Linked DNA regions of Ovis aries: region 2 is linked to region 1. The links are chromatin contacts, called in public Hi-C maps. All regions are on one chromosome and are shown on one strand. The core of a region is the stretch at or near the end of the contact, and the rest is flanking DNA. Distances in the headings are between cores, read along the strand shown.

The links. Hi-C and Micro-C count contacts between places; a contact is called where the count stands out from the background.
Region 2: a contact with region 1 is called in a Hi-C map of tail adipose tissue, with 5 times the contacts expected there. The contact joins the enhancer-like site here to the promoter of COTL1 in region 1. A contact is called at or near these places in 9 of 16 Hi-C or Micro-C datasets (hypothalamus, liver, mesenteric adipose tissue and 5 more).

The regions. Positions count from the first base shown.
Region 1 is chr14:10,354,761-10,360,950 of ARS-UI_Ramb_v3.0, reverse strand. COTL1 (coactosin like F-actin binding protein 1) reads left to right here and starts at 2,692. Exons shown (of 4, transcript XM_004014943.4): 1 at 2,692-2,951; 2 at 3,220-3,302. The coding sequence starts at 2,875.
Region 2 is chr14:10,502,194-10,508,383 of ARS-UI_Ramb_v3.0, reverse strand. The region is part of intron 1 of CRISPLD2 (cysteine rich secretory protein LCCL domain containing 2); the gene reads right to left. Among named protein-coding and RNA genes, the nearest start is that of CRISPLD2, 23 kb to the right of the region's middle. Within about 2 kb of position 2,258, at least 8 of the 54 cell types and tissues checked have an H3K27ac peak or open chromatin away from gene starts, as enhancers often do. A contact at or near this core is called in tail adipose tissue, where this site is marked.

The DNA of each region.
Region 1 (6,190 bases), core at 1,443-3,942:
CATGGCACACCTGTATCATTATCTCTTCATCCAGCCCCCCATCAATGGGGGACTTCTGCTACTAACAGTAAAGCTCAGTGATTCAGTTCAGTTCAGTCGCTCAGTCGTGTCTGACTCTGTGACCCCATGGACTGCAGCACTCCAGGCTTCCTTGTCCAACTCCCTGGAGCTTGCTCAAACTCATCCATTGAGTCAGTGATTACTTGAATGATGATTACTCAATGATTACTTGACTGTGTCTATAGCAGCAGCCATCAGCTACAGTTGCACATGAAAATGATGAAAGGGGATTTAAAAAATCCCACCCCTTAAGTCATACTTCAGATGAACTACATCAGAATCTCTGAGTGTAGGACCAAGGCACACGGGGCGCCCTATGTCCTGTTGATGTTTCTAGGGGAAACTGGCCAAGAGCACAGAGATTTCCAACTTTGCTATATATTGACAAGTGGCTTCCATGCCTGGTTGTGCTCACTTGCACTCCCACCAGCTTGTATGAGATGGCCTGGGTCTTCATGGCTTCATCAACAAAGCATGCTTGTCAAATTTTGCTCTTTGCTAAACTGTTAGGTTTTTTTTTTTTTTAAGTTATCTCAGTTTTGCTTCAATTTGCATTTCTCTTATTAGGGCTTGAGATTGAACATCTTCTCATTGTTTAAGAGCCTTCTGATCTGTCTGGTCATATCCTGTGCTCACTTTTCTTTTCTCTGCCTTCTCTCTGGCTGTGCCACAGGGCTTGCAAGATCTTAGTTCCCCAAACCCAGCCCTCCTCACCTCCCCAGGAGTGGAAGCATGGAGTCCTAACCGCTGGACTGCCAGGGAATTCCCTCTTTTTTCGAGGTTGGTTTCTCTACATGTCAGTGAGATAAATTTTTCCTGATTTGAGTTGCAAATACTTTCTACTGCTCTACTGCCTTGTTTTGTTTTCTTTTTCTTCCCCTCGAAGAAGACTTTTTACATATCTGAATGTATCTATCTTTTGTTATGGCTTTTGGATTTTGAGTCATGGTTAGTTTGGTTTCCCATTCCAATCTTATAAAGGAAGCTTCCCATGTGTTCTTATGGCACTTTTGTGGTTTCCTTTATTTACAGGCAAATCTTCGATCCTTTTGGAATTTACCCTTATCTGCAGTGTGAGGTATGGATCCATCTTTGGTTTGATTTCTAATAGCTAATTATCTCATTATCTTCATCAGGGAGCTGCTTTGAACTGTATCCAACTGGAATTGTTTTGCCTTTTAATTTACAGCAATACCAGCTCCTACTTTTCCCACTCACCTCCCCCCATGTGTCTGTTCAATGCTTGATTGATTTTTGTTTGTTTACCATTGATAATTAATTTTATTATTAATTAAACATTGTCCCTGACCTTTGGGGTTTCTATTTACGATTTATTTTAGTTGATAACCAACAACAATGACCTTTTGTTGAATGTCTAACATATTTGTTTACAAGTTTCATTAAACATTAATCATAAAGCAAACCTATGATGTCAGTTGTAGTTGTTGTTTAGTCGCTATGTGCGACTCTTATGTTGTCGGTACTATTACTATCCCATTGGAGGAAAGTAATCAGAGAGTTTTTGAGGCTTGTCCAAAGGCCCACAGTTAAAAAGAGGCAACACTGGATGCAATTCAAGAGCCGAGTCTTGGGGGGTCCAGCCTTTTTACTTGCCTCAACCCTGTAACTGGTCTTTGTGGAATTATTGCAGGAGGGAATGAATGAGTGAGTCAGTGAGGGAAGGAAGAAGACAGAATGAGTCAGCTCCTGCCCTCAGTGGAACCCAAAGGGGGAGATAAGATGTGAATGCAAATAACCAGAGCACAGAGTAAACAGTGATCCCACCAGTGTTTCAGAAGCAGTCCACTTTCTATCCCCTCCTATTTAACAATCTTACTTCTTTCCGATTTCTCCCTACCTAGAAACCACGGAGCCCAACACTGGGGCGGGGCAGTTTGATGCAGTAAGTCACCCATGTGGAGCTTCCCTGTGGAGCTCTGCAGCCCAGGAGCCCTGGTGGGGAGGAGGGAGGTAGAGGAAGGGATAGGGAGGAGGGGGGATGCAAAGTGAGAGAGAGAGAGAGGACAAAAGCTTGAAGACAAGGAATAGGAAGGAGGTAAACGGAGTTGTTGTTTGGGGGCGATAAGGAGGACTAGGGGTAGGAGGTGGGGGAAGGGAGGGGAGGTGGGAATAGGGAGGCAGGAGGGAGAAGGGGTTAGGGAAGTGGGAAGAGCAAGGGGAGGAGGTGAGGTGAGGAGCGGGTAGTGAATGAGGAGGGAGACTCGAGGAGGGAGACTCAAGGAGGGAGGAGGGAGAGGAACTAGAGAGAGGGAAAGGAGAAACAGGGCTTGGGGAGGAGGAAATGGGGGAGGAGTTAGGGGAGTGGGAGAACATCGAAAGGGTTGGGGGAAGGAGAAGAGAAGAGGAGGAGGAAGGAGAAGGGGGGAGGGAGAAGAAGAGGGGAGGAGAGAAGGGGAGGAGGGCGAAAAAGCCCCCCTCTCCAGCCCCCTTCGCAGGGTTGCGCAACCCACTCGGGCTGGTATTGGCCGCTGGTGAGTAAAGACGCCACGCCCCCGATACGCGCTAAGACCAATAGAAATAGGGGGCGGGGCTTAATGCGTCCTGGAAGGCCAATGGGCGAGGGGGGCGGGACTGCGTGGCCTGGGTCTAGCTTGCGCTCCTCGCGCATTCGGAGCCACAGCTGCTCTCGGAGCTCGGAGCTCGCCTTCTCTCGCTGCTGTTGCCAACCGCCCGCCCGCTTGCCCGCCCGCCTTCCGCGCGTCCCCGCCCCGCTCCGCTCCGATCCCTGCAGCTGGCCCCAAGCGCGCTCATCTTTCGCTGCGAGCACAGTATCCCCACTGCGGCCCCGCGGCGATGGCCACCAAGATCGACAAAGAGGCTTGCCGAACGGCGTACAACCTGGTGCGCGACGACAGCTCGGCCGTCATCTGGTGAGGAACTTTGCATTGCTCTTCGAGCCCCGCTGCCTGAGCTCGCGAGGGCCCTGGTGCGCTGAGCCGTCTTCCAGACGGGACGGATTAAGGGTCATCCCCGTGCGGTCTCCCCGCAGCCTTAACCCGGGACAGCGTGGAAAGCCAGCGCTGGCTTTTCGCTAGCCAGAGCATCTCTTAGATTGTTCTGTGGAAGCTCGGCACCGTTCAGGCACCAACGCTGATGTGTATGTGTATGTGTGTGTTTTTCTCTTCTCCCAATCCAAAGGGTGACTTTTAAATATGACGGCTCCACCATCGTCCCCGGCGAGCAGGGAGCGGAATATCAGGACTTCATCCAACAGTGCACAGGTAGGGAGACACGCCTTCTGGGGGACTCCCGGTCTTTTGGAACAAGGTCAATGCTAGGGAGGAGCCTGAGGCTACCCTGGGCGCCCCCAGCGCTGGAGGAACCAGATTGGAGCGTTCTAAAGCCTCCACAACGCCTTCTCCCGTCTGGGCATCCAGAACAACCAGAGGTGACCGGCAGCCTCCTCCCTCTCACAGTAACCTTTTCAGGCGGGACAGCTCCTTTGCCCCCACGGTCACTAGCTTTCCACCGTTAACTCACGGAGTTCCATACTCCAGGGTCCAGCCCTCCCGGGTTTCCCCTTTCATCAGTCAGAGAGCCAAAATAAAAACAATCCTGGTGCTTATCGAAGGAGAAAGGAATGGTTAGCGACAGCCCCCTCCTTTCTCCTGCCGTCATTGTCCATGTGCTGGTGATGTGTTTTTGTTTGTAGAATATAGAGCAGAATATGAACACATACATGCCATATGATCCCATTTATGTGAAATTTTAGAAAAGGCAAAGCTAATCTGCAGCGTGAAAAGTCAGAAGAGTGGTCCCGCTTGTGGGTGGCTAGCCACTGACTGGGAGAGGCACATGGAAGGTGGGGTGGGGTCTCAAGGGGTTGGGAATATTCTGTGTTTTGAATATTCTGTATTTTGGGAGGCAGTTACACAGGTGTGTACATATAAGAAATCTGTCAAGCAAAATCTTCAGGATTTGTAAACTTTGTGCCTTTCCCTGGGTTGTCTTGAATCATTAAGTGGAAAAACCACATGCAGGTACAACCACAACCTCCCGTCCTTGCCCCCAACACACACCACTGAAGCAAAAGGCCCAGCATCACTGGCAATAAGCCCCTTTAAAGCTAAGATTGGAGGATGGACTCTTTTTCTGGGCTCTGGGCTCTGGCTTGGAAATAGATATTTTCAGACAAAGGCAGTACGGCCTGAAAGTTAGGGTGGGACCTAGAGTCAGCATGGTGGGTTTGAATCCCCTTGTGGCCGCTTTCTAGTTGTGTGGTTTGGGGCAAGTTACTTAACCTCTTGGGGCCTTGGTTTCCTCCCCTGTAATCTTAGAGGGCTGTCGAAAGGATAGGTGAGTCAGTGCCTGTACAAATGACATGGTTGTTTGTGAAATAAAAAAAAAATACAACACTGTGCTCAAGATCACGCAACGGCCCCTTTTCTTTATTCAAATTACTATTTTGAATTTATTCTAATTCAAATAATATCTATAAAGTGTCTGCTGTGGGCTGGGTGGTGCTGAGATTTACCATCCCTGCCCCCCCCCCCCCCCCAAAAAAAATCTCCCAACTAAAACATCTCCCAGAGCTACCTCTAGACCTTCACTTACTGCTTTTGGACAGGATTGTTTAAAATGTTGTTTAGTTAAGTCGTGTCCAACTCTTTTGTGACCCCATGGACTGTAGCCTGCCAGGCTCCTCTGTCTGTGCAATTTCTCAGGCAAGAATACTGGAGTGGGTTGCCATTTCCTTCTCCAGGGGATCTTCCCGACCCAGGGATGGAACCCAAGTCTCCTGCATTGACAGGTGGATTCTGTACCACTGAGCCATCTGAGGAACCCTTTGTTTAAAAGCAGATGTGTAAAGTACTATCACAACTCACATCTGCTGAGGTGCACGGGGCCAGGATTGAAAGCCAGGCCCCTGACTCAGGAACCCTGTCTCTCAGCCACCTCTGTCCTTTCACCACCGTGATGCCTGCTTTCACAAGTGGAGTAAGTGCAGACTCCTGGGGTTTGGTGTATAACTGGGAGGTTCAGCAGTATTTTTTGCCTTGCCGGCTCTGAGCTTTTCTCACAAGCCAGCTTCCTTCCTCTCTGGACAGTAAAGTAGCAGTTTCCTCCTGCTAGCCATCCATCATCCCCACCCCCAGCCATCAGACTGGGGTCTTCTCCTCCCACCCACCCCCCAGCTTAGGAAGCTATTGTTCTGTCCATTGAATAGGAGAAGGTGACCCCAGGAATAAAGAGCATCCTGTGAGTGGATTCTGAATTGGGGAGGCTGTGGTCAGAGAGCACTTCCTCCCTCCCTGGGGCTTTGTGGTTTGCTACTCCATCCCTTCCCCCAGTGATAGGGATGGCAGTGGGGAGGGCCTGGTGGGAGAACTAAAAATGCTTTCCCTGCTGCTTGTTGAGATTATGAATGGGCCGTGGGATCTGAAGGCTCCGTCTGCTCTGGCTGGAAGTCCGCCTTCCTTCCCCAGCCATCTGTTGGACAAATGTATAGGCGAGCTATGGTTGCCATGTCTGCTCCTGTTTGTCTTAGGAAAGCCTGTTCCATGGTGCCACTGTGTCCTCCTAACCCAGTGACCAAGGATTCGGAACGTTGACTAGTAACTTTCTACGTGCAAGTCACTGCACTGGGCACACCTTGTCTCCGTTTGTGAGCTTGCTTCCCTTCTGTAGGTGGGGAAACGGAGACCCAGAGAGGTTAAGTGACCCGCCTGCAAGTCACAGCAAGGTCGTGGCAGGCCCAGGCCTTGAACCCGGGCAGGGTGGCTTTGAGGCCTGTGCTCTTGACCTCTTCTCACTGAGAAAGTGGTTTAGAGGCCCATTTCTGAGTCGTGGAGCATCTTTGCTGGACAGCAGGTTCTGGTTGGGGCTGGTGGGATTGTTGGCAGTTACAGAAGGCACATATGCCTATTCCTGTGATGCGGGGAGGCCTCTCCGTGGCCCTCATCTCTGGCCAGGTGTCCTGACAAGCCGGAGGGTCTAGTGCTCTTGGTCTGGCATAGCTTTCCTATTTCCAAACCTCTCACAAGGTCACAGGGGACCTGGAAGCCTAAAAACAGTACCTGGTTGCTCCTCCGTCTGCCCTGGGGGAACGAGGGGGTTGGAGGGCCCCCCCACCCCCACTGTGGGCTTTTTCTCCTCCTTGACATCCTCA
Region 2 (6,190 bases), core at 1,009-3,508, 150 kb before region 1:
TGAGACCTGCAGATGCACAAGCCCTGGCGGGTCTGACCCGGGGACAACTGCGAGGACGGCCTCACCCTGCACACACGTGTTCCAGGTCGGTGTCGTCAGCTGGGTAACGTGGGTCTGCTGCTGACTGGGTCCCACTTTCCACTCAGGCCAAAGCTGGAGAGGTCTCCTCCCGGGAGTCACGGCCCTGTGGTCAGTGGGGCAGGGACCCCGCATCCTCGCCCCCTGTGTCTCCAGCCCTCAGCTCATCACCAGGCGGAGTTTAATGCTCCTCCCTTGGGCCTGGCCTGGCCGTATGGTTTTACTCTGGACAACAGGCTGTGAGGGAAGGGATGGGGCACCCGCTCCAAGCCTGGGACCCACGGGGTCTGCAGTTTCTGCTCTTGGTCTCTCAGACCAGAGACAGGTATGATATGGGGAAGCCCGGTCTAGCCCACAGGAGGATGAGAGGATGGGGTGGGGGTAGCCAAGGACCCCGGACTGTGCCTGAGCTGCCAGCCAGCCCCCACTGCCAGGCACCTGGGCAAGTGGCCTCGGACCCCTAGCCCTAGCCGAGTTGTCAGTCACCTGAGCCAAGGCCTGAGGCAGGGAACCTAGACTTCGTCTTTCGTGTTGAGTTCGGGCTGCGCTGGGTGTCTGTCGTGACGTGCGGACTCTTCTCTAGTTGCGGTGTGCGCTGGCGCCTCGTCGCGATGCCTATGCTGCTGCTATGGAGCAAGGCTCCAGAGTATGGGCTTAGCAGTTGTGGCGCACAGGCTTAGGCCTCGCAGCATGTGGGACCTTCCAGACCAGGGATCCAACCTGCGTCCCCTGCACGGGAAAGCAGATTCTTAACCACTGGACCACCAGGGAAGTCCCAGACCTAGACTTCACATCTGGCTTGACTGCCGTCTCCAGCTCCTCCCTGCCATGGACGTTCCCTTCCCCTCGAAGGCTCTGTGATGAGCTGAGTAACACCCCCAGGAGGAGCACAGCCTGATCACTGAAGCCTGGAATGCATCGATGAGACGGGAGGGTGGCATCACCGACTCGATGCACGTGAGTCTGAGCAAACTCTGGGAGATGGTGAAGGACAGGGAAGCCTGGTGTGCTGCAGTAAATGGGGTCGCAAGGAGCTGGACACAACTGAGCGAAAAACAGCTGACGCATCAGTCTCCTAGGGCTGCTGCAAACAACCAAAAACGGGGTGGGGTGTGAAACAACAGAGACTTGTGCTCTCAAAGCTCTGGAGGCCGGAAGTTCAAAATCCAGGCATCGGCAGGGCCATGCTTGCTCCAAAACCCTCAGGGAGGATGAAGTCCACGCCTCCTCAGCTTCCACCTGTCTTGACGATCCTCGGGCTTCCTGGTTTCTACGTTCCTCCCATCCCTGACTCCGAAGTCACAAGGCTGTCTTCCCTGAGTATCTGTGTCCAAATTTCCCTCTTTTTACAAGACACCAGTGACTGGATGGGGGCTACCCCACTCAGGTAGGACCCCAACTTGATTACATCTGCAAAGACCGCATTTCCAAAGAAGGTCATGTTCTGAGGGCTGAGTGGAGATGAAATCTGGGGGAACACTAGTCCAATCACCACACTTTGTAGGAGGGGCTTTATTAAGGTGATTAGGATCTGGGAATGAAGAACTACCCTGAATTATCCTGTGGGTGTAGTGTGATCACAAGGCTCCTTTTGAGAGGCAGGGAGGCAGGGGTCAGAGTCAGAGGAGAAGGAGGAGTGAGGTACAATCAGAGGGACGTACTCCGAGGATGGAGGAGGGGGCCATGAGCCAAAGGATTTAAGAAACAGATTCTCTCCTGGAGTCTCCAGAAGGAACCCTGACTAGTCCCGTGAGACCCTTTCAGGCTTCTGACCTCCAGCCCAGCAGGACAGTAGGTTTGTGCTGATTTATGTGGCTGAGCGCTAAAGAACCTGCCTGCCAATGCAGGAGATGCAGCAGACGTGGCCTTGACCCCTGGGTCAGGAAGATCCCCTGGAGGAAGGTACGGTGACCCACTCCAGCACTCTTGCCTGGAGAATATCATGGACAGAGCAGCCTGGAGTCCATGGGGTGGCAAGAGCTGGACACGACTGAGCATGCGCATTTCATTTCACATGCTGTCTTAAGTCTCTAAGGTTGGGTCACTTACTACAGCAGCCACAGAACATTAACGCAGATCCCATGATTCACTGTGATTGCAAAAGGGTATCTGGGCGGCCACGGAGCTAGGCCACAGCCTTCTGCGATGCCCCTTGCAGGGTGAATCAGCCAGGGCGCAGGGAATGGCTTCCAGGCAGCGTGGCTCGCAGACCACACAGCCCTCAGCACAGCCTGAGTCATCTGCTCCAAGAGCTGCTTCCTCGGAGCCTCTTTACCAGAAACGTCCTGGGTTCGTCTGGTTATTTTTCTAGCAATCATGTAACATGTTCCAGATGTAGGAATTGGATGGGGGCCAGCCCTAGGCTTTGTTCTGGTGGGCAGTAGCCGCCTTCCACCATCAGGGAAGCCCTGGACGGCCTGCAGAAGCTGGGACCAGACTGGACGTGACCGTGGCCAAGGCATCTTCATGCTATCCTCCTCCTCCACGTGCTTCTCACCCCTGTGGGAGAGGCAGCTACGCTCACTCCACTTCCGCTCAGAGGTGTGTGCTTATCTTCTAGAACAGGGTGGGTGGGGTGGTGCGGGGAGTGGTAACTAGTTTAAACTTGACAATAAGCAGTGCCCCAGTCTCTGTCCCTTGACAGCATCTCTGCTCATTTGCAGAGTCTCAGGTCACTTGTCTGAGATGTGCCATCTGGAGCTTCTCATGGGTGCATCTTCCTCGACTCTCTCCTTCCTACAATGATGCTTCACGGGGCAGGAGCTGTTTCGGGTCTTTGTGGTTTTGCCGGGGCAGGGGTAATCCACTCAACCCCCAGATCTTTTTATGACACTGGAGCCAAGATTAGGGTCCTGTGGCTGCCAGAACAAATGACCACACACTGGAGGGGGTGCAGAGGGGATGCTTAAGACAACAGGAATTGATGTTCTCGCAGTTCTGGTGGCCAGGAGTCTGAAAACAAGGTGTGGCTGAGGTATGTCTCCCTCCTAAGGTTCTGGAGAAACCTCTCCTGCCCTTTCCAGTCTCCAGTGGCTCGGGGGTTCCTGTGGCCGCTTCTCCCCAGCCTCTGCCTCCATCCTCACCCGGCCCCTCCTCTTCTCAGAGGGACAGTGATCACTGCACGTAGAGCCTGCCTGGCTGATCTCCTCTTGAGATGGGCCACTTGATCACACCTACAGACTCTTTTTCCAAGCAAGGTCACATTTGCCAGTCTGGGGGCCAGCATGTGGACACAGCTTTTTACCAGCCCCCCATCAACGCTACAGCAACACTACCTGGGCTCAGCTCTGGCTACTCCCTCCTAACCAGGCCGCCCCACAGCAGCCTGGACACACAGCGCTGTCCCATGTTGGAGCTGGGCCTGCACGTGGTTGTTCGGGGAAGCACACTGACTGAACCCACACACAGGCCACGCACTGTAGTAAGCATTGCATGGGATGTTTTACAACAGGAGATCCTGGTAAGGAACATGGAACTAATAAGCCACCACCACTGGAAAGAGTTTGGGAAAGGTCAAAAGGAAACGCCATGTGTCCTACCACCTTTCAGAATCCGTGCTGGCATCCTTCTTGGCTGAGCAATGTGTGCACCACCAGGAAGGACCGAGCCAGAATGACCAGCCAGAGACAACCCGGAAACTAATCCCATCACTATGAAACCCAAGGCTGAGCCATGTGCCAGAGCAGCTCTCCAGGGTCCCCTCACCCTCCTGCTCTCCGCCCGGGTGCCCCTTCCCAAAAAGTCTCTTGCTTTGTCAGCACACGTGTCTCCTCTGACAGTTCATTTCCTAGTGTTAGACAAGCGCTCGAAAAGGGGTCCCCCATCCTGCAACATGGTGGTCTCCCCTCTGTGTGGCACTGGGGGTAGCTCTGAGTCCTTCTGCTTTCTGCCTCCCCCTTAATCTACCTTCCTCCATCAACTTTGGGGGGACGCAAGGGGGCAGCTCAGGACATGCCTCCCCACTTCTTTCTCATCCCTCGCCTCACCTGGCTGAAGCTGGGAAGGAGGGATACCCCTTTGGCGGACCCTGAATTTTATTCCCCTCTGGCTGGTTATCAGCTTGAAGGTCAAGTTCAATGGGCCTCTTTTGTTGTTGTTGTTGTTAACTGAAGCATGGTTGATTTTCAACATTGTGTTAATTTCAGGTGCACAGCAAAGTGATTCATTTATACATATGGATATATTGCTTTTCAGATTCTTTTCCACTATAGATTATTAAAAAATACTGAGTATAGTTTCTCAATAAAGGACAGAAATGGTATGGACCTAACAGAAGCAGAAGATATTAAGAAGAGGTGGCAAGAATACACAGAAGAACTGTACAAAAAGATCTTCACAACCCAGATACTCATGATGGTGTGGTCACTCACCTAAAGCCAGACATCCTGGAATGTGAAGTCAAGTGGGCCTTAAGAAGCATCACTATGAACAAAGCTAGTGGAAGTGATGGAATTCCAGTTGAGCTATTTCAAATCCTGAAAGATGATGCTGTGAAAGTACTGCACTCAAGATGCTGCCAGCAACTTTGGAAAACTCAGCAGTGGCCACAGGACTGGAAAAGGTCAGTTTTCATTCTAATCCCAAAGAAAGGTAATACCAAAGAATGCTCAAACTACCACACAATTGCACTCATCTCACACGCTAGTAAAGTAATGCTCAAAATTCTCCAAGCCAGGCTTCAACAATACATGAATCGTAAAATTCCAGATGTTCAAGCTGGTTTTAGAAAGGCGGAGGAACCAGAAATCAAATTGCCAACATCCGCTGGATCATGGAAAAGCAAGAGTTCCAGAAAACCATCTGTTTCTGCTTTATTGACTATGCCAAAGCCTTTGACTGTGTGGGTCACAATAAACTGTGGAAAATTCTGAAAGAGATGGGAATACAGACCACCTGACCTGCCTCTTGAGAAACCTATATGCAGGTCAGGAAACAACAGTTAGAACTGGACATGGAACAACAGACTGGTTCCCAATAGGAAAAGGAGTACATCAAAGGTGTATATTGTCACTCTGCTTATTTAACTTATATGCAGAGTATATCATGAGAAATGCCAGGCTGGATAAAGCACAAGCTGGAATCAAGATTGCCGGGAGAAATATCAATCACCTCAGATATGCAGATGACACCACCCTTATGGCAGAAAGTGAAGAGGAACTGAAGAGCCTCTTGATGAAAGTGAAAGAGGAGAGTGAAAAAGTTGGCTTAAAACTCAACATTCAGAAAACGAAGATCATGGCATCTGGTCCCATCACTTCATGGGAAATAGATGGGGAAACAGTGGTAAACAGTGTCAGATTTTATTTTGAGGGGCTCCAAAATCACTGCAGATGGTGACTGCAGCCATGAAATTAAAAGACACAATGGCAACCCACTCCAGTACTCTTGCCTGGAAAATCCCATAGACGGAGGAGCCCGGTAGGCTACAGTCCACAGGGTCGTACAGAGTCGGACACAACTGAGGCGACTTAGCAGCTCTTTGGAAGAAAAGTTAGACAGCATCTTAACCTAGACAACATATTAAAAACAGAGACGTTACTTTGCCAACAAAGGTCTGTCTAGTCAAAGCTATGGTTTTTCCAATAGTCATGTATGGATGTGAGAGTTGGACTATAAAGAAAGCTGAATGCCAAAGAATTGATGCTTTTGAACTATGGTGTTGGAGATGACTCTTGAGAGTCCCTTGGACTGCAAGGAGGTCCAACCAGTTCATCCTAAAGGAAATCAGTCCTGAATATTCACTGGAAGGACTGATGCTGAAGCTGAAACTCCAATACTTTGGCCACCTGATGCGAAGAACTGACTTATCTGAAAAGATCCTGATGCTGAGAAAGATTGAAGGTGGGAGGAGAAGGGGACAACAGATGAGGTGGTTGGATGGCATCACCTTCTCAATGGACATGAGTGTGAGTAAATTACGGGAGTTGGTGATGGACAGGGAGGCCTGGCATGCTACAGTCCATGGGGTCGCAAAGAGTTGGACACGACCGAACTGAACTGAATAGTTTCTTGTGCTATATAGTAGGCCCTTCTTGTGTATCATCTTCACGAGTGGAATTGCAGGGTCATATGGCAATTCTGTTTTTCTGTTTTTAAGAGACCTCCAGACTGG